Regions from separate parts of the Mus musculus genome. Here all the other regions are linked to region 4. Evidence: chromatin contacts called from public HiCAR-type data. All regions are on one chromosome and are shown on one strand. The core of a region is the stretch at or near the end of the contact, and the rest is flanking DNA. Distances in the headings are between cores, read along the strand shown. Region 1 has its middle 69 kb from the start of Gm35023. Region 2 has its middle 46 kb from the start of Gm34969. Region 3 overlaps Gm35341 (a long non-coding RNA gene). Region 4 has its middle 100 kb from the start of Lyplal1.

Region 1 (6,838 bases), core at 3,213-5,712, 330 kb before region 4:
GTGTGTTTTTATGTGATATGTGTGTGTGTGTGTGTATGAATGTCCACCCCCTTCTGTATGTATGTGAATACATTCATGTGTGTGCACAGTGTCCAGGTATGGTGGAGGTCAGAGATCACCCCTGGGAATCTTCTTCAATCACTTTCTACTTTATCTTTTGAGACAGAGTCTCTAACTGAACCTGTAGCTCATGTATTTGGCTGGCCTAGGTGGCCACCGAGCCCCAACGAGCCTCTTGGCTTGACCTTCTAGTGCTGGGATGACAGGTACAAGCCGTGCCGTGAGCCTTGCCTTTCACATGAGTGTTGGAGATCTAAGCACAGGTCTCCGTGCTGGTTTGGAGAGCACCTTATTCACTGAGCCATCTCCTTGGGCCTCTCACATATTGTTAGATTTCGTGGTTGGTGTGGGGAATCAGACAGCGCTGATGAAGGCATGAGCAGAGACTGCAAGGGCTAGAGTAAGCAATGGAGAACCCAAGTGCATTGACGACCTGGAAGCAAAGTCGGGAGCGAAGACTTGACTGTTAAAGCCCAGTACTCACAGCCATGGTCTTCAGAAAACATACCGCCCCCTGCTGGGAGTAGGCGGCTCTACAGGCCTGGCCAGCTGAAGATCTGAGCAGCTGAAAGACTTCCTCTAGGTCCATGTTTGTCCATCGACAGCTAATTGGATCTGTCTAAGTGGATTGTGGTCAGACCAGGATTATTTTTAATCAGGTACGAACACAATTACAGAAGGAAGGCATGGTCTGAGCGACCTCTGTTTAACCCTGGGACTATTTATGATTTTTAAACATTTTCATTGCCTAGGTGAGCAGGGAAAACATCTTCTCTTTCCACACTTATATCCTCCATTTTACTAATTGCAGGAAGAAGACTTTGAAAATCCACCACGCTTTCCCTGACATGCAGTCCTACACCGAGCCCATGGAAAACTGAGGTCTGGGCTGCGCCGACTGTGGCTTCCATTTGAAGTTTTCAGCTGTGCGATTGTGGGGGGCTGCTCTGGAAGCATAGATCTTGTTTCCCTCCTAGGCACCAAAGCTGTTTCTGTTCTCTTGTTTTATTTGGTAACTATGCTGCGATTAAATATAGTTTGTGGGTAGAATTATTATAAGTTGGCACTTGTACTCTCTATGGTTTGGTATTAAGAAACCTTAGTTAAAGAAAAACATGCAGAGGGATTCCGGCAAGGATCCTTCCCCCAGAGCACCCCTGCAGGCTTCCCCCATGCCCCAGTGATAGCAGGAAGGATGTGGTGACAGGCAGGGATGCAGGGGCACTGGGGACTCAGCACCAGCAATTTGGTAAAACAACCCCAGAAGGCCTGTGCTCCTGTCTTAAGTATTGTGAAGAGAGCTTAGTAGTTTCAGCTAGGCAGACACAGGGTGGAATCAATGAAGATGTAAGGGGAGCTTAACTCTCCAGTAGAACATTTACCCAAAGACATTTCAGAATTTAAGTTGTGACCCTTGGCTCCCTCCCCTACCTTTCTCCCCCAACTCCCTGCCCTGTTTCCCCATTCCTTCATCTTATTTTTTCCTTTCTCCCTTTTCCTTTTCTTTATCTCTTTCCCACACCCCTCCCTTCCCCTTTTCCATATCTCTTCCCCTCCCCATCCTTTGCCTCCCCTTCCACACCTTCCCCTCCCCTTCCTTTCCCTTCCCTCCCCTTCCCCACCCTCTTTCCCCTCCCCTTACACCCCTTTCCTCCCTTCTCTTCCCCTTCCCTTTTTCCTCACCTTCCTTTTTTTCCCTTCCCATCTCTCCCCACTCCCTTCCTTATGTGTATTTTAGTTAATTCAACATCACGCCCTGTAGTTACATACATGGCTAAGAGAGGTACAGAGGATCTAACCACCCAAGCTCACTGAGAGAATGACAATGGCATCTCAAAGGGATGGGCACACCCCATTGCTGTGTTTCAGCCACTCTGTGACCCACAGGCCTTCTGCTTGGATCACCAAAGGAGGAGACAAAACCAACCGCATTAGAGTTACATGATGTCCCGTTGCCCTCAGAGAGAGAAAAGGGGAAGAACAAAGAGATGTCAAGAATTTCACAGTCTGGGAAGAAAACTCAGTGATTTGGAGCAGAGATTTCTTTCTGGGCTTTCATGAGCTCTTTCCCATGTGAGGCTCTGCCACCCCATGCTTATCAATATCACCCCTCTTCCCAACGGCAGCCAGAGTCAGCCAGTTGTAGACCTAACTGCTAGGAGGCTGAGCAATGTGATGGAGATCGTGAGCCTCCACTCTCGGTCACCGACACAATTACATAGATATGATTACATGGCAAACTATTACATCATCCGTCACTCTTACATATTCTAACAAACTACCTGACATGTGGTAGACCCTATGGCAGATAAAAAGGAAAATGCTGTGATCTTATTTTTAAAATGATTTTATTTTTGTGTCTATGCACATGCATTTAGGAGCATGTGCACAGCCAGGCTTGACCAGTGGAAGCCCCGGGTAGCCACCGAGCATCCGTTCCCACTCTCCATACTGTTTGTAAAGACAGGGTCTCTCACCGAACCTGGAGGCCCGCAGTTGAGTAGAATGGCTGACAGTGAGATCCTGGGATTGTCTTGTCTGCTCCCAGGGATAGGATCAGGCATATTCTGGCTGTCACATCTTGTCCCAGGCATCCCTTGTTTTAGCCTTCTTTCAGGTGGGCATCCACGCCTACCTGGCTTCTTTACAGAAGTGTTGTAGATATGAACTCCAGCTCTTCTGCCTGCATGGCAAGGTCTTTAAAAGTTGAGACATAGCCTCAGACCTCCCACAATACTTCTTGAAGGCTCAAGGTATTATCATCATGTGATTGTCAGGAAGACAAAAAAGGGGAAAGGTTGGGTACAAGCTCTCTCTGTTTCATCTATTTGACCTTATCTATTCTGCAATCAAACAGCAGCAAATTATTGATTTCTAGCTGTTCACATCTAGAACGGATGTAGAACTAACAAATCAACTCTTCAGAAATGCAAAGAATGGGTGAGCACCTAAGCACCCTGGCTGCTGTGACAGAGGATCTGGGTTCAGTTCTTAGAACCTACACGACCGTTCACAACCATCTGTAACTCCCGCTCCAGGGGACTCCTTGTGGCCTCCTCCTGGATTGAGTGCAGGTGGCATACAGAAATGCATGCAGGCAAAACACCCATACACAATAAAAATAAAAATAAAAATAAACTAAAATAAAGAAACAGCTATCTACCAATGGATGGATTCAAGAAAAACATGCTGAGTGAGGCCAGAGATGGAAGGGGCACAAAGGTTTTCATGTTTTTGAAGTGAATTCCTTCCCTCCCTCCTAGTTGCTGGCCAGGGCATCACAGCTTCAGCTGTGACAATCCCAGACTCTGTCATTCTGCAGTGGAATTACTCAATTCAGTTTTCCTTTAGTCAAGATCCACTTCCTCGGAGTTCACAATGCCTCTGGCACAGGGCTTAGATGCTAAAGATACATAGCTTTGCAAGGCTCTCCGGGATCCTCCGGGATCTCTCAGATTGTGGGGGAAATAGGTATCTAGCATTACGATTTTGAAGCAAGTATTTCTGGTATGTTCTCATAACTCACAGAGCCAAATCCAAGGAGCTGGTGTACACAGCCCATCAGATATGGTGCTGGAATTTTCTCTTCACTTCGATGCCCAGACTTTCAGTCAACATCTCTATAAGGTGGCATGCTTCCTATGTTGCTAGGCAACATTAGTAGGCAGAAATTACCCCTTAAAAAGTATTTGGACTGTGAGGAACTAAAGTATATGTTTTAAATGCCCGCAGGGGTCACTGAGACCAAAAAAAACAACCCAAAATGCAAAATCAAGGCTCAAGACAATCTTTCTCATAAAATTGGTCAAAGATGGAAACCATTTCTTAGTTCTAGAAACAGAGAGCTGACTTAGAATAACTCTTGGTGATTTAAGGGGAAATGGAAAGATTAAAACAGAATAATAGAGGGCGGTAATACGCCTGTATGAATTCACCATTACTTTGTTATATTTGTGTGTGTTAACAAGATATTTTAAATGATAACATTTTACACTTAAAACAATGCATGTGTGTCTATGAATGGTCATGTGTGCCGGCAAGCCCACGGAGGCCAGAAGAACGGTCTGACAACGGGGTGGAGTGGGTTTTCAGACTGGAGCTGAAGAGGGATACAAATATAACAAGGGGGTAAGGAGAGCCCAGCCCTGTGACCCAGATGCCCCGCTGAGAGAGAGGGGAGATCAGGGAGGTAGACGCAGTCCTCTTGGTATAGAGACGTGCAGCACTTGACTGCGGTACAGTCTCGGGCTCGTGCGTATTGTTATTTCCGCAATTGTGTCATGGGATAATTCTTGGTCAAGTGACTCTTGTTCAGAAGTGCCAGAAAGATGTTCCCAGTCTTATTCCAGGGCTTCCATCAGTTCTCATTTAATGGAATCATGGAAAACAACCAAATGTGAACCCAACCCCCTGTGACCCACCTACTGGAACCCCACCCCGCTGCGTACCCTCAACTCTCACAGCTCTTCCAGAAAGGACAACAAACAGGTCAGCCAACATGTGGACTCTATAATCTCTGCTATTTTAACTTTTTAAAGACTCCTCGTAACATTGGCAGGCAAACTGGAGCTCTGTAAGGATTCTTCTGGTTGCAAAACACATAGGCGCTTTCTCCTGACCAGAATATTGTTTTTCCATACACAAATGACTTTTCTTTGCAAAATGTGCTTAGGGCAAATGTCCAATAGCAAACAAATTCCCATGCTTTTGTGCCCACAACTTTCCCCCATGAAGGTAAATCATTTAACACAAAAGCCAAGCAAGCTTAGGGGATTTCTCAAACTCTCCTTGCCAGTCTGGTTCCAACGTATTTATTAACAGAATGACGATTATTTAAGGTTAAGTTGGTCCCATTAAATGATCACAGAAACATAACATTTCCTACACTAAAAATACATTATATATTTTGTTTTTACTCAAGGTCAATTTCTTCATCCTAATAGACTAAACTGTGATCTTTTACATGAGCCAACGAATTCTTTTTTCAGCTCAACAAAACTGGTGCAGTTCTTTATTTTAGGCTTGGAACCGGCTGTTGTAATTTCTACCATGTACAACCAGAGAAAGGTCTTGAATTATCATTGGTCATGTGTCATTGCAGAGCTTCATGCAAGTTCAGGGTGAGTCGTGGCAGGAGAGCAATATGCTTGATAAGTCACTGACCGTCTTCCTAGTTAAACTGTGGCCATGGCTCTGGTCCCCTTTTGTTTAGTTGACAAATTTCTTGCTGGTGGTCACCAAGAATCATGGCTGCCACAAGCTGACCCTTTCAAGTATGATCTTGTATCAATGTCCGTCATTTCCTTTTTCTAGCAAGGAGGTGGATTTATACTGAGCCATCTCTCAGAGACAGATTTGCATTTCAAAATGGTGTATGAATCAAGACGGCCTAGTGTGTGCTTCTCCAGAAAGCACTAGTGTACCCAGAGTTTTAATCCAAGAACAATTTTTGCTTTGGGATGAGTATTCTAGGAAGGAGTCCAATTTCTGAATGAATGATTTAACCTAATAGTAAGTTATTGTGGTTTCTCGTTAACTCTTAAAGCATCCTTTATGCATATGTACAACTACCATACACTCATACTGCTTCATGAAGCAATGAGAGGCTGGCAAGATGGCTTGGTGGGTAAAGGTGCTTGCTACTCAAATGCCATGACATGAATCTGATCACAGAAATCGGCTTAAAGGCAAAAGGAAAGAACCAACTCCATACAGTTGTTCTCTGACCTCTACATGAATGATACACTCTGATACCCGTTGTACACACACACACACACACACACACACACACACACACACACGCACACACACACACACATAATAAAAAGTAAACTACAAAAAAGGAAATGAAATAATAATTCTACTACCATTCCCTGTGGTGAGAGTATCCCAGGAAGTGTTTGGCTTAAGAGTGGTGTTTCTGACATTCTTTGAAGTCTGTAACAAGGATACCGGGCACCAGCACCACATCGACTTCATCCAGCACCGTATCATCCGTCATGTAAGGATGGAAAAGCGATGGACCAGTGGTACTTCCATTGTGTTGAACTTCGGTGAATGTACTTGGCCTTATTTTTCACTGACTATAAAAATTGTCTCTTAGAGTATTCAAAGAGGTTAACTATGTGTTCTCTATAAATTGGGAATTAAGAAGAGTGTGTGTACATTCCTAAAGTGGCCTTTTCCAAATACTTGATGAGTGTAGAAGATAATTTCTGAATGCTACACGAGCTGCAGAAGATATCTGGGCTCATTGCTTTGCTTTTGTGTTTGGCTCTAGGGAGCAACTGCCATATGCTCTCTTTCTAGGATAATCCAACATGACCTACCTTGCAGCTCTACAAACTAAGATGTTCCCAGAACTTAGCAGTCCCTCAACATACTGGCAGGCCACACACCATCTGCATGTATGGAGTTATGGCAGGGTGGGTATGTGTTGAGGATGTCCTTGTACTGTGGCAGTGGCTAATGGCTGGTTATAGGATGCTGTATATTTTCATATTTCCTAACTGACAGACAGCTGATCTGGTGCTTATTGCTATTAGACTTAAAGGTACACTAACACCTGTATGGGTGGGAAGGAATTCTCTTCATTGCTTATTGGCTGGAAATGACCGAACTTTAGCATAATTAGGGGTTTTTAAATTAATGCTAGGAATTTCTAACAATAGTGTGAACACTTAAAAAGAGTGGGCAGGCTTATGTACTTCCTGAATAATTTAAGAGTTAATTTTACTTTTATGTTTTTCTAGTATAGTGAGTCTTAACTGGGACTCAT
Region 2 (6,617 bases), core at 4,072-6,571, 480 kb before region 4:
TGTAAAAAGAAATGTTACAGTGTGGGATTAAGGAGCTATTTGGAGCACTGACTGCTTTCAAAGGATTTGGGGTTGATTCCCAGAAGACACTTCGAAGCTCACAACCATCTGTACCTCCAGTTCCAGGGGATCCGATATCCTCATCTGGTCTCTGTAGGCACCAGGCACCAAGAAGGTGTACAGACATATGCAGGGTAAACACCCCACACATGAAATAAAATAAAAAATACATTATATTAAAAAATAGAAGTCCAAGCTTCTTTAAAAAATTATTTATTCTGAATTGTGTGTGTGTGTGTCTAAGTGTGGGTTTGTATGTGTTGAGTACCCACAGAGGTGAGAAGGAGGCGATGGAGCCCTTGAAAGTGAAGTTCCAGGCAATTGCGAATTGCAACATGGGTGTTGGGAACTGAGCTCTAGTCCTCTCTTCGAGAACAAGATGAACTCTGAACCCCTGAGCTCTCTCTGCAGCACAAGTAGCAGTTCCTTAATTGCTAACCGGAGGTGATGAAGTGATGTCCAGGATTTGGGAGAATCAAGGGAGGTATTTGTTGAGGGGCTATCAGAGTGTCTCTCAAGTAGGGGACTGTTACCTCACCCGTATCTGTCTGTCTGTCTGCATCTCTGGTTTTCTCCTTCGTTCAGATTCCCCTATTAGAACCTTTCTGATGAGCACAGACTACAGACTCTTTATGGATTCAAGAGAAAAGATACAAAGAAAAACACCTTTTAAAAAATAGACTAGTTGGGGTTGGAGGGATGGCTCAGAGGTTAAGAGCACTGACTGCTCTTCTAGAGGTCCTGAGTTCAATTCCCAGCAGCCACATGGAGGCTCACAACCATCTGTAATGGGGATCTGATGCTTTCTTCTGGTGTGTCTGAAGACAGCTACAGTGTACTTACATATGCAAAATAAATTTTAAAAAATTAAAGAAAAGAGTGAATTGGAATAACTCCAAGAACTCAGATTAAAAAAAAAACTAGTTAATATATGACTCATCTTTAAAAAGGGACTTCAGCAGCCCACTGAGAAGGCTGATGTCTTTGCAGTAAGTGTGTGTGTGTGTGTGTGCGCGCGTGTGTGTGTGTGTGTGTGTGTGTGTGTGTATCTCCCAGTGAAATTAGGGCAGTTCAAAGACATTTACAGTTTGCAGAAGGAGGGGATTTTTATGTCTCCTTTGTGTGTGGTGTTCATGGAACTAATTACAGCTGGGTTTTATAACTGTGGATCTATTTAGTGAGGTGGAAAGACACTTCCAACTCCATTAGAGTGGAAATGTGACCTTTCATCAGATGGTCTCTACTTTCCCCTGACAATTTGACATCCCACTTGTTTCTCAGAGATGGTTCTGAGCCCCTCCACCTTATGGCTGTTCTTCGAGTCTGTTTTCTAGTGATTCACGAAAGTCTGGCCTGTCCAACACAGACTGCTCAGGCTCTACGATGAGATTGCTTCTGCTACGTTTGTTGTATTTTTAGCATTTTGTGATAATTAGATTATTTTTTAGCTACATATATATCTTTGTTTCGTGACTTGAGTAATCAGAATTAGCCTAAAATGAGCCTGCGGTGCAGTCAGTGTTAACCGTTGTCCAGGTTTTCTTTGATCACAAGTAGCTGGAAATTGGCAGTTGGTGTGTTTGTCAGCTAGAACGGTCTTTTCTCAAGCTCTTCCATGTATCTGGGAGTTCCCTGTGCTCTTTTTCTTGTTCTGGCCTGTGTGGCTCTGGTGAGTAAGTGGGACCCATCCGCAGACACGTCTCCACATTTGGATCCCCACCGATTTTGAAATGCGGAATTCATGCTTCATTTTAAATTCAGATGTGGAAACATGTGTCCACCGAGAATTCCCTTGGATTTGTTTATACACAATAAATATTAATTTTGTTAAATGGAATGCATTTGCATATACTTTCTGATATTGCCAACAGCTTGCTTAATGGGAGGGACACACTCCTGTTAGTGACTCCTCTATTTCTCTCATCCGTGCTCTACCTTTGAAGACAGGGTCTCTTGTACACCAGACCTGCCTTGAACTTGTTCTATAGCCAAGAGTGACTGAGCATATCTGATCCTTTCCTCTCTGTCTCCCTAGTGTTGCTATTATAGGCGTGTGTCATCATAAATAGTTTGTGTGGTGCTGGATATTACACTCGGGGCTTTGCATACCCTGTGCAAGTGCTCTGTCACTGAGCCGTCCCAGCCAGATTCTTTTGATATAGTTTGTGTGTAAATCTGTCTCTCTCTCCCTCTTCCTCTCTGTCTTTCTCTCCCTCTACACACACACACACACACACACACACACACACGTGCTCTTTTTGTATCTGTCTGCACTGTTAGTTACACAGAGATAGCTGTTACTAAAGCTGTTTTTTTTTTTTTTTTTTTTGTGTGTGTGTGTGGCTGATTTTTATTATATTGTCTGAGTAGGTGACCAACTCCACAGGACAGTTTGTCAAAGACTCACAAGGGTACAGTGTAAGGCTGAGGCTTGGCTAATTTACTTGGTAAGGCGGAATAAGCCACTTCTAGAGCCAGGACTTTTATTACTTACACAGACAGCGAAAAGAAGGGTGGCAGAGAGCACTCAACTCAGCACTGTGGTGACCAGAAAGAGAACAAAGAAACATGGAGGACTGAGAGTCCCCGTGGAGGACCACATTCTAAACTGCAGCTCCGTGGGATTATGGTCTGCATCTCTGCTTTGAGGAGGGCAGATGAAATGCCTTATTTCTTATCAGAACCTGGGAGGCCATGAGATACTGCCTCAAGCTAGTAGCCCCTGTCTGTCTCTGTCTCTGTCTCTGTCTCTGTCTCTGTCTCTGTCTCTGTCTCTGTCTCTGTCTCTGTCTCTCCCTCCCTCCCTCCCTCCCTCCCTCCCTCCCTCCCTCCCTCCCTTCCCCTTCCTCCCTCCTCCCTCTTTCCTTTCATTTTGAGGGCTCTGGTCTGCCTTGCCTGAATTTCTCATGCTGCTGCTGGGCAGATTTTAGACAGATTTAGGCTACTGTAGTGGAGTCTTTCAGAATGCTGTGGGAAAACCACATGGCAGTGTCTTAGCAGCTGAGCTTAGCCTAATGTTTAAGAGCTGAGACTACAGTTGGGATTGCTGCCCTCACCAGCAGGGTGAACGTAAGGAAATTAATTATTCAGCACCTGTAGCTTTCCCTCATCTATAGAATGGCAAGCGAGCATTGTGGGTTTTGTTGTTGTTGTTGTTGTTGTTTTTTTTTTTTTTTTGAGACAGGGTTTCTCTGTGTAGCCTTTGCTGTCCTGGAACTCACTTTGTAGATCAGGCTGGCCCGGAACTCAGAGATCCGCCTGCCTCTGCCTCTGCCTCCCAAGTGCTGGGATCAAAGGCGTGCGCCACCAGCCAGCATTGTGTTTTGAATGTGAAATGTTCCTCCTAGGCTATTGTGTTTGAATCTTTGGTCTCCAGCTGGTGGTGCTGCCCTGGAAGGTTCCGCTGCCCTTCAGAGGGGAAGAGATGTTGGAGGAAGTGAGTCACTGGAAGGCAGGCCTGAGGTTTGATTGCCTGGCCCCATTTCCATTCCTGACTGCTAATACAATGTAGCTAGTTGCCTCATGTTCTTTTTGCTATGCCTTCCTGGCTGTGGTGAACATCTCCCCAAAGCCTGAGCCAAAGCAACCCTTTGTCAGAGCAAAACAATTCCCTGACTGAGGGGTGGGTGCATAGGAAACCTTCGGGAAGGGTAGGGGCAACTTGCTTAGGATGGAGTCTGATACATTTGTGACTGATAAAGTAACTCTAAGCCTTACTGAGAATGCAGTGTAGTGCTGTGTTCTCCGCTGAGCCCTTGACACAGGTGAGAAAGGAAAACACTTTAAACACGGTCCATTTACCCTTGAGCCAACTGAACATGGATACTTGGTCACGAAGTGGAATGCCAAGGAACATTGACAATGGTCTTTGCAAAAGAAAGAGAGCAGTCATTAAGACCCAGCTCCTGGCTGGCCTCTAATTGCAGCACTGAGTTGGTCCACTGACTTGTTGCTAAAGGTTGGAGGGTCACTGGGTACTGGCCATGACCAAGGAGTGTTGTCACAGAGTGTCTTTGTGTAACAGTGCTGGCTACCCACCATGCAACACCTTTCCTTTATTCTCAGGGTCTAGCCCTGGAAGCCTGCACAACTGCCTTGGTCCTTCTGACCCCAACAACTGGTCATTTCATGCCCCATGGGATGCTAGCTGAAGACATTAAACACAGGTGTGTGGGGACAGAGGGCTAGAGTGTAACCCTTTCCCAATTAGCAGCCTGTTGGTTTTTTGAAACTCAATAGCATAGAGTGAACCAGACGCCCCTGTCTGGAGCTTTGTATTCAGCTCAGGATCCAACTCTCAGTGGAAAATTAAAAACAAAGTCATTATTATATATTAGATTTATTAAAAATGCAACTATTACCAAGAGCCCGTGGGCATGTGTGGAAAATGCTGTAATTAAATTAAATTAAATTAAATCCAGCAGTTAGAAGTAACATTTTCCACTAAGGAGAAGGAGGACAATGGAGGGGGAAAGCAAAGCCCATCAGAGAATTCTAAACCAGAGAAGTGTGAGGAGTGGCCAGGATTCTTCTAGGAGGAAGATGTTATAACCGTTATTGTTATTATTGTTGCTGCCCTGAGATAATGGAAAAGTAATATATAAATTTTGAGGAAAGTTGGAACTTGCCAGGCATTGGGAAATAATATTTACTTGGAAGAAGGTGAATCACATTAAAACCAGGGATGAGAGAGAGAGAGAGAGAGCATTCATTAGGGAAGAGAGAGAAGTTGGCAATCATGTTGGGGGGGTGGGCAAAGCATTTCTAGGTTGCCAAAGATGGGGAAAGTCCAGCTGTCTGCTGGGAGACTCAACCCTCCCTTGTGCATTACTGTTAGGAGGATTGAGGCCATGGGAATCCAGTGGGTCCAGGGTAAGGCCAGAGATCAGTCCTGTCCTTAAGAAAGGCAGTGTTGGTTGCTTTCATGCACATGCCATGTGATCATAGAGAAAAGCAGACATGCAGTTGGTAGGATGGCCCCTGTGGCTGCAAAACAGTCGGGTGGCTCCCCCAAGGCCTGTGAGCATGTCCCCGAATCCCTCAGGAGGCAGAAGGCTCCTCCAGTTAGCTGGGTTTGCTGGACTGGAATCCGTGTTGCCTGAATTGTTGGCTGCTTCTATGACATCAGTATTGGCTGCAGCCATGCTGCTGTTTCAGAAATCCAGACAGTTCTGGGGTATTTTTAACAGATGAAATGGCCCAGGCTGTTAAGGGTGAGGTCAGAGCACAGCCAGTACTTCGGGGGATGATAGTTCTCTGAAATATGTGGTCCGTGGAATCCCCTGGCGATGGCAACTGAAGTCATCATTCTCCTGAGGCTGATGCTTGTGGATACTGATGCCCAGAAACATCCAGTTAGAGTCTCTGTGTGTAGAGGCCAGAGGTTAACACCAGGTCTCCAGTTGCTCTCCTTAAGTTTTGAAGCAGGGTCTCTCACTAAACCGAAAGCTCACTGTTGTAGCTAGACTGGTTGATCAGTGGACTCCAGGGGACTTCCCCTCCTAGCCTTTCCCACTGCTGGCATTACAGATGTGCCTTGCTGCACCCGGCTTTCTGTGTGGGTTCTGGGGATTGAGAATAGGCTCTCGTGCTTGTGTGGCAAATGCTTTGCCATCCCCTGAGCATCTCCTTGGTCCTTGGTTCAGAATCCTTTTTTTTTTTTTTTAAAGTCCATATCAGGAATGTTGTTATTCAGAATTCTAGTAAGGAGGCATGTCTGCTGCCAAGTGGCTCGGTTGGGTTTGGTTGAACGTACTGACCAATAATACCAGTCATATTTGGTTAATTCCTAGTTGGCCAAAGTAGTCAAAATGATTGAAACTTTCAAGTGGAAGGCAACACTGGGCTATCACAGAGCAACTGGGGCATTTTGATTGAAAATTCAGAGCCCCAGGACACAGAGAGGCACTCCTCAGGGGATAGAGAGGCATCTCCTGGGGTGGCACTCTTGGGTATGTTGAGGAGTTTCCTCTGCTCAGGAGGGGAGAATGTGGGGGCTTGGAGTGGTTTATTAAAGTGAACAGCACTAATACACTTCTGAAACTCTGGAGGAAGAGGGGAAGCGAGGACTCTGGCATCCTTGCCAACTGATAGCAAGTGAGGCTGTGCAGTAGAGCCAGTCGGTCTTTAGCTATGAACACAGATTTTGCATTTACACAAAAGGAGTTTGCTATGTAGGGAGGGGTCAGAGGAGTCAAGACATTATTTAATATCATATAATTAAAGAAATCTACTTTCTAGTTTAAACATGCATAGGACTCAGTTTCATAAATGAGAAGTCTTAAGTTTATTTTTGTGCAGGTTTTCAACAAATATTACTGTCAGGGTGAAGCAGCGTTACTTTGATGTACAGTTGGATTTTGGGTGAGATTTTTGGGTTTTCTTAAATCCCTGCAAGGTGTCAGGAGTCAAGTGTTGGAACGGGAGGGGAACCAGATCCTTTCATCCGTATTGATCTGTTTTTGTCAGATCTGCAAAATCACGTGAAAAGCCCACCACACCAAGGCCACACAGAGTGAAGATCACATGTTACTACTTGAGAAAAAAAAAGATTCTAT
Region 3 (7,385 bases), core at 2,383-4,882, 400 kb after region 4:
GGGAAACCCTGTCTCCTACATAACCCTCACAGTTCTCTTCTGGGATGTGCAAACAATATTTGGAAAGGGGTTTTGACACTTGAAACGTAGAAGTAGGACATGGGATCTGAGTGGATAGGAGGAAATAGAGAATTCCATAGTATTTTAATCTCTTACATGCTAATGTAGTTGACTGTGTGCATAAACAGTTGAGATAGGAGGTGAAGATACATGGCAGTGTTGTGATGCACACAGATCCACAGAGAGAGCTTTGTATATCAAGACAGAAAGCTGAGTGTATATCAAGACAGTTTGAGGCAGGACCTGTGTTTCTAGTTAATTCCTGGATCACAAACAGTATTTTACCCCCAAAAAAATAATAAATAAAAAATCTAGTCAAGAGGATTTGAACATGACTCCTAGAATCTTCTTTGTTTATAGTTAGTTCCTTCCGTTGAGCAGAGGTGGGATCCGAGGATCCAGTGAGATCCTTGGATCAGGACCATATTTTGTAGGGCAAAGAGTATCTTCTCTACTCCATACAAACAATCAAATCTCAGTCAAGTCCTACAGAGAGATACCAGCAGTGCTGCCATTCAGGTCCAAATCTTGCTGGTGCAGAGGCAGGGTCTAGATAAGATGAGTGCTATGTCCCAATTTGATGTCTATTTGTCAGTTAAAAAACATTGTAGGAATAGGGATGTGGCTTCACCGGTAGAATGCTCGCTTGGCACACACAAAGGCTAGGTTTCATCTCTGGAACTGAATGAAGTTGGTAGGAGACTGAGGCAAGAGGATCAAGACTTCAAAGTCCTCAACTACAAAGAGACTTCAAGGCCAGCATGAGATGTCATCTCAATGAAAAGAGAAGAAAATCAATGATTCCATAAATCCATCAAACACATCTGCTCACACGCAGAGAGGAGTTAAAGAGAAGAAGGCAGGTGGCTTGGTCCTATATGGTAGGTACCAATTCTCATTGGAACAATTGGAAGTTTTCTCAATTCCATCTGTCATCAGATAATTCCTAAGGCCTTACCCAGAATGGTTTTGTTTGGAACTGAGACTGAAGGAAGGACCATCCAGAGACTGCCCCACCCGGGGACCTTTCCCATAAACAACCACCAAACCCAGACACTATTGCAAATGCCAACAAGATTTTGCTGACAGGAGCCTGATATAGCTGTCTCCTGTGAGGATCTACCAGAGCCTGGCAAATACAGAAGTGGATGCTCACAGTCATCTATTGGATAGAGCACAGGGTCCCCAATGAAGGAGCTAGAGAAAGTACCCAAGGAGCTGAAGGGGTCTGCAGCCCTATAGGAGGAACAACAATATGAACTAACCAGTACCCCCAGAGCTCCCTGGGACTAAACCACCAATCAAAGAAAACACATGGTAGGACTCATGTCTCTAGCTGCATATGTAGCAGAGGATGGCCTAGTTGGCCATCAATGGGAGGAGAGGCCCTTGGTCTTGCAAAGATTCTATGCCCCAGTATAGGGAAATAGGCCAGGAAGTGGGAGTGGGTGGGTTGGGGAGCAGGGGGATGGGGGAAAGGAATAGGGGATTTTTGAAGAGGAAACAGAGAGGGGGATAGCATTTGAAATGTAAATGAAGAAAATATCTAATTTAAAAAAGAGGAAAAAATGTTTGAAGTAACTGTGAAAGCATATGGGCCGGCAAGTCAGGTTAGACACTGAAGCATCTGTGAAGATGGCGACTCTCATCCTCACAGCTCGACCCTCCTCCCTCCCATTCCTACCTTCACCACCTCTTTTTCCAAATATAGTTATAATCACCAATCCCTGTGCTTAGCCGAGTCCCCACTCCCTAGTACAACCACACTTGACTTTCCATCTCTCATGGTGATTTCTCCACAAGAGACATGAGACCAGCCAGAGGGGACACTGGCTACCCTTACAATTCCCATGAAGCAATGGAGGTGAGGTACCGCAGCTAGCCTATCACCAGGTACTTGGCAGAAGGTCTTGGGTGACTTGGCTTCCATTCTGTAGGCCCCTCCCCTTCCCAGTCCACTTCCAAGAGCAGGTCCAAGAGATGATGACATCAATGAGACTTGCAGATATGATCCCTCCAAAAACAATCCCAGGAGGAATTGTCCAGATGGGAATTTCCAGCTGAGCCTGGAAATAATGCAGGCCACCATGGCATCTGAGTGTGTGAGTGTTGGGTGTGGGTGGCAGGGTGTGCTCATTTGTTTGGACATGTGTAAAGGTCAGAGGCTGATGTCTGGATGCCCTTCTCAATGACTTCTTTACCTTACCATTCTCTCTGAGCTCGGCACTTGCTATTTCAACTAGACAGACTGGCCAGCCACCTCCCTTAACCTCATGCCTTGCTTCAGCCCCCATGTGTTAGGGTTACAAATGCTAAATGCACTTTTACAAGCCCTAATTTTTTTTCTTTATTGCACAGAAATGGAGTGTAGAATTCACTGCATATTTTATCCAATAAGAAGCTATCCAGCTTTTGGCATGTAATAGACAGCTTTCGTACAAGTCCAATAGTTTTGCAAAACAGACTCACATTTAAACTTAAAGAATTATTCTCTCTCTCTCTCTCTCTCTCTCTCTCTCTCTCTCTCTCTCTCTCTCTCTCTCTCCCTCCCTCCCTTCCTCCCTCCTTCCTTTCTAACTCTGCATCAAGATCTAATTGCATACACCAGGCCAGATGTTGCATATTAATATCATGATAACCACTACTGTTATGACTTCCTACAGCATTTTTCTTTCTTGTAGCTAATCTTTTCAAAAGCCAAGCCTCATTATTTTAAGGTCCCTACCTAAACAAAACATTTGCTTTTGCACTTAAGGCTGTCAGGAAACACTGTGGGTGGAGCAGAGGAGACCAGCCTGTCTTCTAGGCCTCATGAAGTCACTGAGAGCAGCCTACAGAGCGGGGGACACCCTCCTTATGCAAGCGAGGGAAAAAGGCTGACATCCCTAAACCAGGGTGAAAATGTGCTCACTTCTGAAAATAATATGTCTTTGGTTTCAATTCATATTCAACCCTTTCAAGGATCTCGAAGAAACAGCGCAGGAGCCGGGCTCCGGTTCCCCGATGAATTGAGCGTTTGTTGCCTTGGAAAAAGATCCATCCTGTGGGGGTGTCCGTGGCAGCTGACTGACTCCCAGAAAGGATGAAGGATTACAAACCGGGCTCCAGTTGGATGTGATTTCAGCCGAGTGTGGTATTATTTTTCCTTTATGGTTAACAGCCTTGTGCTTTTCCTCCCCGTGAGAACAGGAGGTAGAGCACGCGTGACCCAGGCTCCACGTGGAGCCCCCCCCCCCCCCAGGAAGGGCACTGCGGGCCTGCGGCTCTAGATGTGTGGCATTTCCCTGATGCTCCCTAAGAGCCGGCCAGCACTGCCTGTGGTTTTTCCAGGTGGTGCTTAAAACATGCCTCGCTGAAGCCCACTTGAAACCTTAGGAAAGCTCTCTGTGAATCGTGTTCTTTCTGGGGATGACTGTGGGATTTATAAGCGAATTCATCACTTTGGACCAGGCTCCAGTATGAAGAAACACAACCAGCTGTAATCTGGCCTAACCCTAATAGAGTATTACAGCATGATCAACTTGGGAATTTAGTGTTTACATGTTTAGGCTTAATCATATTTTAACCCCATCAAATCGGCCACACGCAGGAATAGTTTGCTGCCGTACACTTCCCTGCAAGTGCGGATCGCAAGGCACTGGGTGTTGCCTTTGGGCCCAAGTGTCTTGATGGTGGTTATGGCATCTTTCCCTAGCTCTGACCTTAGCACCAAGAGGATGGCTTCTGCCAAGATATTACAGGCCACATTCCCACAGGCCTGGTGCTCACATCCTACCGAGTCACACCACTGGCATGTTAACCATTCCTCTGCCAGTAGCCATCAACAGCCAGTAGCGATTTAAGGATATTCTGCGGGCTGGGATGTTGACTGGCCTTTTCTTGCATAGGTGTTGTGCAGGCAAGATTGACTCCCAGAACTGGGCAAATCTTTATACACCTTCTCGGCATTTCATTGGCTCTCAAGCTTCTCAGCATCTCATTGGCTGAGAAGTAGCCAGACAGGAGACAGCTGTCTCTTTCTCCTTGGCGTCAACGATCTCTAGCCATGCCGGTAGATCCTAGGTTTGGCTCAGGGAGGAAGTATCAGTGACTCGTGTGCCAGCATTGTAGCGGGCCTGCTTGGCTAAGTTCCAAGACAGGGGTGGGAGATGCTCAGGGCTGTTGCTTGTGATCCCCAACAAGACCCTTGGGGGGCCAGGTTAAAAATCAACAACACAGATTATGGGAGTCAGGCAAGCCGCGGGTTGGCTCGGGAAGGAAGTATGTGCTCGCGGGTTAGTATTGTGGCTGGGCCTGCTTGGCTAAGCTCTGCTGTACAGAGAGTCCCTTCATTCCCAGTTCTTTTTCCTCCCTCCCCCCACCCCCCTGCTCGGTTTGCTGCTGTGCAGCGTAGGGATCTCTGGTCCACCCATGTGTGGAATAGCCTACTGACCTAACTTCCCCTTCCTTTCACTGTCTTAATGGCAGCAGTCACAGTAATTCATCCCCGGAAGTGACGTCGATTGGGCTGCTTCTCTGTTTCAAAGTCTTTGCTCTTTACTTTTAGTTTACAGAGATAAATGAGGCCATTTTCATGTAAGGACACAATGTACTTTGAGCCTATTTTCCCTGTACCCCACTGCCCTGTCTCCCTTCCCCCTAGTCCTCTCTGTTCCCCGATAGCTCTCTTACTTCCACGCCACTGGAGTTTGTTTCTGGTATCACACATCTGTAACATCTAGGGTCCACAAATGAGACAACGCACTACAGCCCCACTCTTCTCTGTGCTTTGTTGGTAAACACCTTGGTTGCATCAAGTTTGCGAGACTTGGAGTAAAGTAACTGCAGCTTATACTCTAGCAGGACTCTAGGTTGTAGCGTGGCGCCCGTCACACAGAATATAGGTTTATAGAATACAAGATACCTTCAAAGCCTAGGTTAAGCATTTTCATTTGTTTCATAAATACTAGAGAGGTATTATCAGCGTCATACTTAATTGCTAACTATTGAATGACCTACTAAGCCATTCTCAGGAGTGACACAGGGTTTAGAATAACCCTTGCAGATGGTGTGGCCCTCCCCCAACATTATAACCAGCAGGCACACCAGAGAGGGCAGCATGTTCTCCTGACGAGGCTGGACTGGGTGGCATGGGAATGACGAATGGGTCTAAAGCCTCAGACCCATTGTCACTCTGACTCTTTAGGACAGAGACCCTGAGGACAGTTCCCGGCAGCTGTGTGTGTGCACCAGTTCACTGTAGGAAAGGATGCTTAATCTTACTCATTTCCTCTCACCTGAGGGAAATCTCCCTATGTCACCCAAGGTTACTTCCTGTCATAGGGGACATCCATGGTTTTGGTCCCTTTGTTGTGTTTTGTAAAAGAAGAAGAAGAAGAAGAAGAAGAAGAAGAAGAAGAAGAAGAAGAAGAAGAAGAAGAAGAAGAAGAAGAAGAAGAAGAAAAAGAAGAAGAAGAAGAAGAAGAAGAAGAAGAAGAAGAAGAAGAAAATAAAGCAAAGGATATGTTTTGGTATAGGTGCTGTATGGTGTGGGGGAAGAGGATGCATCTGCGAGCCCATGCTGAGGCATCCCTTCCCCCTGAGGTACCAGACACATGAAAGTATAGTATAGAATAGAGTTTATTTAGGGCATAGGGGAGAGTTGATGGAGTGGTAGGAACAGAGAAAGGCAGAGAGAGAGAGAGAGGAGGAGGAGAGGTTGGCCATGAGCACATGGAGAGAGGGTGGAGGGGAATGGGGAGAGAAGGGACAAAGAGGGAAGAGAAGAGAGAAAGAGAAAAGCAAGAGGAAGAGAGTGAGGAGGGGGGCCAGCAGTTCCTTTTATAGTGAGTCAGGCACACCTGGCTGTTGCCAGGTAACTGTGGGGCAGAGCCTAGAAGAAATGCCCAACACTCTTGCTTTCTCTAGGTGACCTAGTAGGGCTATTATAACTGCATGGCTCTCTTGTCGCAGATTTGCTTGGATGCAGCACTAACATGAGAAGGGCCGAGAGGAGCTTTTTAGGGACAAGAAAGATCTGGAGAAACAGTTGCAGTGTTATCCTGGAGCCATCACATCTAGGAGAAGACAGGCAGTTCCCTGAGAAAGCAGAATTCATGGTGCAATCAAATGGATTTTAAAAATTCTTCTCCACGATTCTTTCAAACTTGTATCTAACTTAGATAAAATACCCATACACCATTTTTTGATCATGCTTAAGCCCTAGGGTCACTTTAAGACACAAAGTCTCAAGTAAAAAATTACCCAGTGCTGTATCCAAGACATTTAGGAAAAGTTTGTCCTTGACTAAAAGTACAATATCCTCCCATTGTGCATCTTCTACCTTAAGAGGTAGCAGAAGGATCTTCCAGGTCCACCTTAGGAGGCAGCAGAGGGAACTGGCAGTATGAGAGCAAGTGGTGTGTTTTATATTTTACTCTTTACTACACATTTCTCCTAGCTGGCCAACTGGAAACATCTTTTTGGGATCAGAGTTATGGGAAGAGATATGCTATTCCATGTTAAGGGATGAAAAAAATTCACACATGACATAATCTTCCATTAAGCATGCCTTCGGCATGAGGAGTGTTTAAACATCTCTGTGCCTACTTGATGGTTTGAAAAAGTAGTCTCCTTATTGCAAAGCTGTCTCTTGGAGTTCCCAAGAGTCTTTTTTGCTGGAGATCTTGAGAGTCCTCCAGTATCCTCCAAGAACATCCCATTCCCTTCTGGTTACTTACTGCCTGTGTTCCCCCCAATCCTCCTGGTGGCCTTCATGGACAAGACCTGTGCTAGGCCCACACTGGCTCTTTCCCTACCTGGCCTCCCTCCAGCCTAACAGGCGTGCTAACATTAGCACAGCTCTCATCTTAACAACCTCAGCAGGGTAGCCAATCCCAGCACAGCTACTCCATCTGGCCACTCAGCTGTGACTCCAGCCAACATCCTCCCAAGGTAGGGAGCTCTCAGAGATGAGTCCTCAGCAGTCTTGAGGTAACAGGAGGCTCCCCAGAGGAGATGATGACACAGAAATGACTTTGAAGAAGGGTCATCACCAGCCAATGAAATCACATTAGAGAACCTTTGCCCTCCACCAGTAGAACCTACTCCCTGCCAGTCCCCACTTTAAAATGTTTATTCACCAGGACTCGAGAGTAGCTAAAAACACCTCTTTGTCCTTTGCTTTGAAAGTTCATCATGGAGTAGTCTGGCTCTAGAATTGTGTCTTTAGTTTACACTGGAAACTTGCTGGCAGCATCAGCTTAAACATTAGTCATATAACACAAGACCTAGAGATACCAAGGTGCCTCTGTAGAGCACCACTGGGGTTCAGGAATAGGAAAAGC
Region 4 (7,754 bases), core at 1,512-4,011:
GATTCCTGACAGTCATCCATACATGAGAAATCGTGAAGTCACCTGATTTTCTGCGTATCCCTGAACCAAGACCAAGAAGCGAAATGAATATGACAGTGTGTTAGATTGCTTGCCTGGAGGAAGATTTATTGATTCATGTATGAAAAGAAAACAGAGTGATCTAAGTGGACTTAATGCCACTTGTATCTTTCCTTACGTTCTGTCATTACAGCCTGACGATAGCCTAACACAATTTCCTTTTTATTTAATTCTGATTTCTGAATGTCTGGGGAGTTAGAAAACCTGTTTATACTTCCTTATAGGTCTATGTAGACTGGATTCTCAGCATTTCCAGCTATAAACATAATTTTGTACCTATTATTTTACACTTATATGAATGCCCTGGGAGAAGAGGCTATGTTAATAATTTCTATATCCCTGATACTTTGGATATTAATATGATCAGTAAGAACTTATGTCATATAATTAGTATGGTGGGATTTTATTGCTAATGAACTAATAGTATTGAACTATTCTTTGAAGAACAACCAATTTGATCATATACCAGCAAGTATAATGGGAAGATTTTTTTTTTTTTAAAGAAGAAATACTTAACTATCCAAGACATAATTTCTATGACTAGTTTACTCGGTAGGAAGAATCTCATAGGTCCATAATAACCTCTTCTTAATTTTAAGTAATTGATTAATTAATTAAAAACTCAGGCTCTGCCAGAGCCTGACAAATACAGAAGTGGATGCTCACAGCCATCCATTGGACTGAGCACAGGGTCCGCAATTGAGGAGCTAGAGAAAAGACTCAAGGAGCTGAAGGGGTTTGCAGCCTCATAGGAGGAACAACAATATGAACCAACCAGTACTCCTAGAGCTCCCAGGGGCTAAACCACCAACCAAAGAGTAGACATGGATGGACTTAAGGCTCAAGCCACACATGTAGCAAAGGATGGCCTTGTAGGACATCAGTGAGAGGAGAGGCCCTTGGTCTTGTGAAGGCTCTATGTCCCAGTTTAGGGGAATGCCAGGACAGGGAAGCAGGAGTGGGTAGGTTAGTGAGTAGGGGGAGGAGGGATGGGATAGGACGGTTTTCAGAGGGGAAATGAGGAAAGGGGTAAAATTTGAAATGTACATAAAGAAAATATTTAACAATAATAATAATAACATAAAAATAAAAACTCAGTGGTGCACATTGACTTCCTATGGCTTGAATGGGGCATGCCTGATGTTTACTAAGCTACATCATCAATCCTATTTTCCTTCTTTTATAAATATCTTGTCTTCCTGTCCATGAAACTCATGTTTCACGTTAAAAAATAACCATTGTGCTGCTTGTGAGATAATCTCAATAGTTAATATTGATTGTCAGTTTGACGGGATCTAGAATCACCTAGGAGGTAGACCTCTGAGCTTGCCTATGGGGGATTATCTAGAGGATATTAACTGAAGTGGGAAGAACCATCCAAAATACTGGCTACATTTTCCACACGCTAGGGACCTGCCTTGCATTAGATGGAGAAAGCCAGCTAAGGATGAATTCACAGTGCTCTGCTCCCAGACTGTAGAAGCAGTGTGCCCATTCCATCCTGCCCATGGCAGCCCCACCATGACAGACCATTGGACTGTAAGCCAGAGCAAAGCCTTCCTTCCCCTAGTCTTTATATCAGATACCTTTTTGCAACAACAAAATACTTCAAAATCCATATAAATGCCCCTAAAGAAAATAATTCATGATAGCTTTTCTTAACATATTCAGATATAGTCAAGGAAATTTGATTTTTAAAAGTCAGCTTCAAGAAAGTTAAAGTTTCAGAAAAAGTAGTGGGCAGTAACAGCGTTCTGTCTTGGCTCCACTCTGAACCCTGATAGTTTTCGCCCCTGTGGCTGAAGTCTCTGTGTTCTTCCATCTCAGGCAGCTCAAGGAACAGTGACTCTCTGCAGTGGGAGGAGAACCAACAGTACAGTCAGACATTCCTGGATGAGAACCACAGCCACCGCACTGTTTAAGTCATGAGTTCTTGGACGAATCACCTCAGTTTTCTGACTCCAACTTTCCCCATCTGTCCAATGAGGGGGGGGGGGGATACAGGACCACACCATGGTCTATAAAGCCTTCTAAAAATTCTAGTATACATGTTTTCACTTTGCTATGCCTAAATGCCTTCCCTAAATGGCTACACAGGAGCCTCTGTGAGCCAGTTCCTTCTCATTTGTTGCTTTCTAGATGATATTTTTAAGAAATTATTTTGAACACTTTATTTCTACTTTATGTGTGAGTGCTTTGCCTGAATGTATATGTGTGCACTACCAGAGTAGCTGGTGCCTGTGGAGGCCAGAAGATGGCATCAGTTCCCCTGTATTGGGTTGTGAGGCACCACATGGGGCTGCAATCCAAACTTGGATTCTCTGCAAGTAGCGGATGTTTTCTTAACTGCTGAGCCCATGCTTCTGCCCCATTAAACAGTGTCTTTGATTGACAGATATCATGCCCCTTTATGGGGTTCAGTATTATATTTCTGTACATTTGTACATGACATAGTGATCAGATCAGGGTATTTAGGCTATCCATCATCTCAAACAGCTATCATGTCTTTGTGCTGAGGACATTCATAATCTGCTTTTCTAGCCATTTGAAATTATGCAATATTGTTTAAGCTTCTTTTGTGCTTTCCAAGGCCAAATGCATGTGATCATGCACGATACATATTACAGAGATGTGATAGCTTACAATCGTGTTTGCTCACCCTGGTAGGTTCAGGCTCAGATAACCTCCAACTGGCTATCTGTTGAAACACTTTATACTTTTATAGGGTGAATCCAGAGTGCATTGAGTAATGCATAATAAAATCAGTTTTAGGGGAAAGGACCCAAGTTTAAAAGAGAGAGAGAGAGAGAGAGAGAGAGAGAGAGAGAGAGAGAGAGAGAGAGGCAGATAAGCAGAGTAAAATAGTCTCCAATGACTTCATCATGAAGTAATGACTTTTACCAAATAACTGCACTGCAGCTTTATCTTCCCAACCAAGGTTGTGCTAATGCTCTAAAATTAAGTCTCTTGTGAAAGTTATCTGGAATTTCTCAACAAGTTTTTAAAGGGGTTTTATTTTTTCACTAGAGGTCATGCCTCAAGAATTTGTAGGAATTCCGCCTGGAAAGTAGTAATCAGTGGAAACTGGCAGTCAAAGCTAATTTATATTACTCTTCCAGATAAAAATTCCTTCCATCTTAGACCTGCATTTCAAAAAAAGATTATTATCACTCTGGAAAGAATACATCAGTTTAGAAGAAAGTGACCTCAAGGATGTGTTTCCTGCCTCTGTACAAAGCCCAGGCTGCAGCACCTTAAGCATCTTTGAAATCCTCTCTTCTGAAACGCCTTGTGGATACCTAGAGCATGAAGATGTAGAAGGATGTTTGGGATTTTTGAAATGATGCCCCCTCATTTGTTTCCCTTGAGAATTAGTGGGGGGAGACAGGAAGGAAGAATATACAGAAGGGAGATAGTTCATACATCAATATGTTTTTATTCCCTTTGTAGCTAAATGGCTTGGTTGTTCCATTTGCTGTGGTCCTGTTGTTCAAACGCATGACACATTCATGAGCAGGGTACATAATGGAATGATTTGGCTATTTTAGTGGCAGGGTTGAATTTAAATCTTCATATCTTCTTTATGTAGCCCTGCCCCCATCTGTTTGTTATGTTTACCTCTCCAAGCCTCAGTGTCCCCAACTCTAAAATGGCATTCATTGAGTGGTTAGAGGCATTTGTCATGATCCTATGTGCATTATTTGGCTCTGCATTTTGTTAGCACCAGGTAAAAGTTTACTATAATGACCATGAGCAATACGAGTTCCTTCTACCTTCTCCATTCCTTCCTGAGGATTTCAGAAATGCCATCCTGACATATTGAAGTCGCTTTCATAAATCCATTAGTGAAAATCACTAGATTCCATTGATGATGGAAACTAAAGTCTTCAAACAGTCCAATCAATGCCAATGAAAAGCCACAACAGCCATTTGCAAGCTAGGCTCTTCGTGACTGTGTGCTATTTCTCCATTCAGGAGACCTTCTCACACTTCACGATGAAATTGTAGTCCTAAGAGGCTGAGACAGGGTTTCTGTCTGAGATGCCTGCCAAATACAATCATAGTATCAAAAAATGGCCCACTACTTCTCCCCTCAGAAACACATGCTGGATCACACTCAGTGATTGCAGCATGCTACAGAGCAAAGTTGAATACTGGAAGCATGCTAGTTACTGCATTGAACTATCTCAGCAGTTGAGCTAAAGTTTGCAAACATCATAAATATAATTTCAACCATTCCACAAAGCATCTCCTTGGGACAAGGCCACTGTGAGTCTTGTGTGGGTTTTTCAGTGCGTAGGTAATTATTTAATAGTAGAGACAGAAGACAGATTTTCTTCCAGTCGCGAGCTCACTCCTAAGGTCACAAGTGAAAAGTACAAGAGAAACGGAATCCAAAGTAAACATTTCTTTGGATTATAAAGCATTTCTCTGAGGGCACCTAGGTTCATAAGAAGGAATTCAGCTTCAAACAAGGAGAAATCTAACTCACATTTCCAAACTATTAGTGGCCATGACTAGGGTCTGTCCGTTCACACCGCCTGTCCACTCCTCAACCTCAAATACATTTTCCAAAGACGCTGGCTTATGAACCACATTCCTGAGTCCTTCTGACTTGTACTTCAGTTGCTTGAGAGGGGCGAGGAAACAGTTACAAACTATCTGTAGGAACAGCCACTAACATGGTTGGCCAGAAAGTTTCAGGGAGAGAGCCAAAACGTTTCATTTGTTGTAACCTATGATGTCTTAGTAAATATTAACTCATGTTGGAAATATGCATGGATTTACTTCCCTAGGCTGTTTGAGCCTTTTAAATCATACGTTTTCTAAAATAAAAAAAAATTTAAGAAAGACCTTTAAAGGTGACTCATAGAAAAAGAGTGTTTGGTTAGTGTCTCTCCTCCCCCTCACCCCCAAGCTACCTGTCTTCACACTGATGTTTTCATTTCAAGACTCTGTCCCTTTCACATATATGCTTGGGTAATGGCTAACTCCCTCTGCAGGTGTCTCCAAGGTCCCAAGTGTCTGCTTGAGTAAGAGCCCGGGCAAACAAACCATTGTGCTAAGAGTGCTTCACCTTCCTTTCCCTGTACCCCACTCATGACAACTCTCTTCCCGACTACCTTAGCATGGAGATTTTAACCATCCACTGAGATGCTTAGCCTCTAGGAATAAGAATAAGAGCTGGGACCTGACCCAGAAACCTGAATGAACTCCTGGAGTCTTAAAAGTTATTATTTCATCCAGATCATTTGCTCACACAATTCTAGAATGTGGGGCGCATTTTTGTGATACCCCATGGGCATAGAAACTACTTTGAAATTCAGAAAATCCTTACTGTGTGAACTAGTTTATCATCATACTGTATTTTATATTGTATTAATGCCAACTGGGAAGATGAAGGGCAAGAGAACTGAAGAAAGAGAAAACACTGTAAAGGAAATCACTGTCTACCAAATGTTGCTGGGAATGTGTAGCACAGCAGTCCTTCCGTGGGAAAGATGGGCACTGGCCGAGAGCTGGGAGGTTGGGTGATATAAAAAAGGCTTGGGGGGGGGGAGATGACACTGCAAAGACATTTAGCATGACACAGTAAGAGTTCTGTGTTATATTGTATACGCCTTGGTGTGTAATATATGTATAATGATCTGTGGAACAATGACAGGGGCAGGGGCAGGTACAGCTTGTGAGATAACTGGGGGAAGGAACAGAATAACAGCAGTGGCTCTGGCAGTCTTTGGCTTTGAACTAAGACACTGAAGAGAAGTAGAAGGAAGTGGGCATGCTAGTGTCTCCGAAGTGTAAAGTTAGCATGGCATCGTGACATGCCTTTAGTGTTCTATGTTTCTTCTATTCTTGTAAACTAAGCTCCACAGAAGAGGCAAGCTTATTGAGTATCACAGACCCTGGAAGCTCTCAGGAATGGCCAGTGCAGGCTCACAGGGATGGGCAGTGCAGGCTTTCAGGGATGCCAGTGCAGGCTCTCAGGGATGCAAGTGTAGGCTCTCAGGGATGGGCAGTGCAGTCTCTCAGGGATGAGCAGTGCAGGCTCTCAGGGATGGGCAGTGCAGGCTCTCAGGGATGAGCAGTGCAGGCTCTCAGGTATGCCCAGTGCAGGCTCACTCACAGGGATGGCCAGTGCAGTCTCACTCACAGGGATGCCAGTGCAGGCTCACTCACTGGTTTGCCAGTGCAGGCTCACAGGGATAGGCAGTGCAGGCTCACTCACAGGGATGCTAGTGCAGGCTCTCTGGGATGCCAGTGTAGGCTCTCAGGGATGCCAGTGCAGGCTCTCAGGGATGCCAGTGCAGTCTCACTCACAGGGATGGGCAGTGCAGGCTCACTCACAGGGATGGGCAGTGCAGGCCCACAGGGATGCCAGTGCAGGCTCTCACAAATGAGCAGTGCAGGCTCACAGGGATGGGCAGTGCAGTCTCTCAGGGATAGGAAGTGCAGGCTCTCAGGGATAGGTAGTGCAGGCTCACGAGGGTGGGTAGTGCAGGCTCATAGGAATGACTAGTGCAGGCTCTCAGGGAAGCCAGTGTAGGCTCTCAGGGATGGCCAGTGCAGACTCACTCACAGGGATGGCCAGTGCAGGCTCACTCACAGGGATGCCAGTGCAGGCTCTCAGGGATGCCAGTGCAGACTCTCAGGGATGGCCAGTGCAGGCTGTCATGGATGGGCAGTGCAGGTTCTCAGGGATGGCCAGTGCAGGCTCTCAGGGTAGGTAACAGGTGTCATAGTTTTCTGCCCAGAGCTGAGAAGGGCTATGGAAAGCCTGGCTTTCCCATGAGTAGAGAGCTAGTGCAGATATTTCTATAGATTGTCACGAAAAAAAAAAATGAGCTCCTTCATTTAGGCTTGAGATGAGGGTTTGGAACCAGGAAAAGGTCCTCCAAGCTCCAAAACTCCCAAGAAGAAGGCTCTGTATATATCAGCAGTTCTCAACCTTCCTACTGCTGTGACCCTTTACTCCTCATGTGGTGGTGACCCCAAGCATAAAATTATTCTGTTCCTACTTGGTAACTGTAATTTTGCTGCTGTTGTGAAATGTAGTATATTATATCTTATATTCAGGATATCTGATCTAAGGCTCTTCAAAAAGTCACAACCCACAGGTTTAGACCTGCTGATATATACACATTGCTGTCCATTTCCTCCTCTGCACAGTAGATGTTTTTCCCCTAAGCACTGCTTCCAAGAACTCTTTCCTCCAAATATACTTGCTACTAGTTTTCATCAATCTCATTGCCAGGCAGCAGGCTGGTGAGGAGGCTTAACTTCAATTCTGTGTGTTAGGTATTGTGCCAAGGGGAAAAGCATCACAAAAGATTGGAATAAAAAATGATGCAAAGGTGGGTCTTGAGAGACAATAATGAAGTGCTTCAACCTCAGGAATAATGCCAAGAGAAAGACATGTCTGTAAGTCTTTCTTATCAAAAGAGGGAGTTTCTTATAGCTATCAGACAAAAGTACTGGAGGAGTATGATGCTGCCGCTTTTTGGGTGCCAGGGTCATAATGGCACAGGCTATTTTCACTTGAGAACAGAAATTGACATGATGTAAATGCCAATTCTGGAATAATGGGCACCTGTGAAAAGAACGGAACAAAAACCGGGGACATTTTTGCGTTTTTAAAAAAATCTGTAAGGATTTTGACCATTAAGAGATGTCAG

Evidence for each region. HiCAR-type assays count read pairs that join an accessible place to other places.
Region 1: a contact with region 4 is called in a HiCAR-type map of fibro-adipogenic progenitors, with 6 times the contacts expected there. The contact joins two enhancer-like sites. A contact is called at or near these places in 1 of 15 datasets of contacts at CTCF or cohesin (the NIH/3T3 cell line), 6 of 484 Hi-C or Micro-C datasets (adipose-derived mesenchymal stem cells, embryonic fibroblasts, muscle stem cells and 2 more) and 1 of 115 datasets of contacts at active chromatin or transcription factors (fibro-adipogenic progenitors).
Region 2: a contact with region 4 is called in a HiCAR-type map of fibro-adipogenic progenitors, with 5 times the contacts expected there. The contact joins two enhancer-like sites. A contact is called at or near these places in 1 of 484 Hi-C or Micro-C datasets (the AML12 cell line) and 2 of 115 datasets of contacts at active chromatin or transcription factors (astrocytes and fibro-adipogenic progenitors).
Region 3: a contact with region 4 is called in a HiCAR-type map of fibro-adipogenic progenitors, with 4 times the contacts expected there. The contact joins two enhancer-like sites.

What each region holds. Positions count from the first base shown.
Region 1 is chr1:185,684,234-185,691,071 of GRCm38.p6, forward strand. No RefSeq gene overlaps it. Among named protein-coding and RNA genes, the nearest start is that of Gm35023, 69 kb to the left of the region's middle. Within about 2 kb of position 4,463, at least 3 of the 459 cell types and tissues checked have an H3K27ac peak or open chromatin away from gene starts, as enhancers often do. A contact at or near this core is called in fibro-adipogenic progenitors, where this site is marked.
Region 2 is chr1:185,530,265-185,536,881 of GRCm38.p6, forward strand. No RefSeq gene overlaps it. Among named protein-coding and RNA genes, the nearest start is that of Gm34969, 46 kb to the left of the region's middle. Within about 2 kb of position 5,322, at least 17 of the 459 cell types and tissues checked have an H3K27ac peak or open chromatin away from gene starts, as enhancers often do. A contact at or near this core is called in fibro-adipogenic progenitors, where this site is marked.
Region 3 is chr1:186,410,394-186,417,778 of GRCm38.p6, forward strand. It overlaps Gm35341 (a long non-coding RNA gene), which reads left to right. Exons shown (of 4, transcript XR_373803.1): 2 at 3,022-3,193. Among named protein-coding and RNA genes, the nearest start is that of Gm35341, 6.3 kb to the left of the region's middle. Within about 2 kb of position 3,633, at least 37 of the 459 cell types and tissues checked have an H3K27ac peak or open chromatin away from gene starts, as enhancers often do. A contact at or near this core is called in fibro-adipogenic progenitors, where this site is marked.
Region 4 is chr1:186,011,285-186,019,038 of GRCm38.p6, forward strand. No RefSeq gene overlaps it. Among named protein-coding and RNA genes, the nearest start is that of Lyplal1, 100 kb to the right of the region's middle. Within about 2 kb of position 2,762, at least 11 of the 459 cell types and tissues checked have an H3K27ac peak or open chromatin away from gene starts, as enhancers often do. A contact at or near this core is called in fibro-adipogenic progenitors, where this site is marked.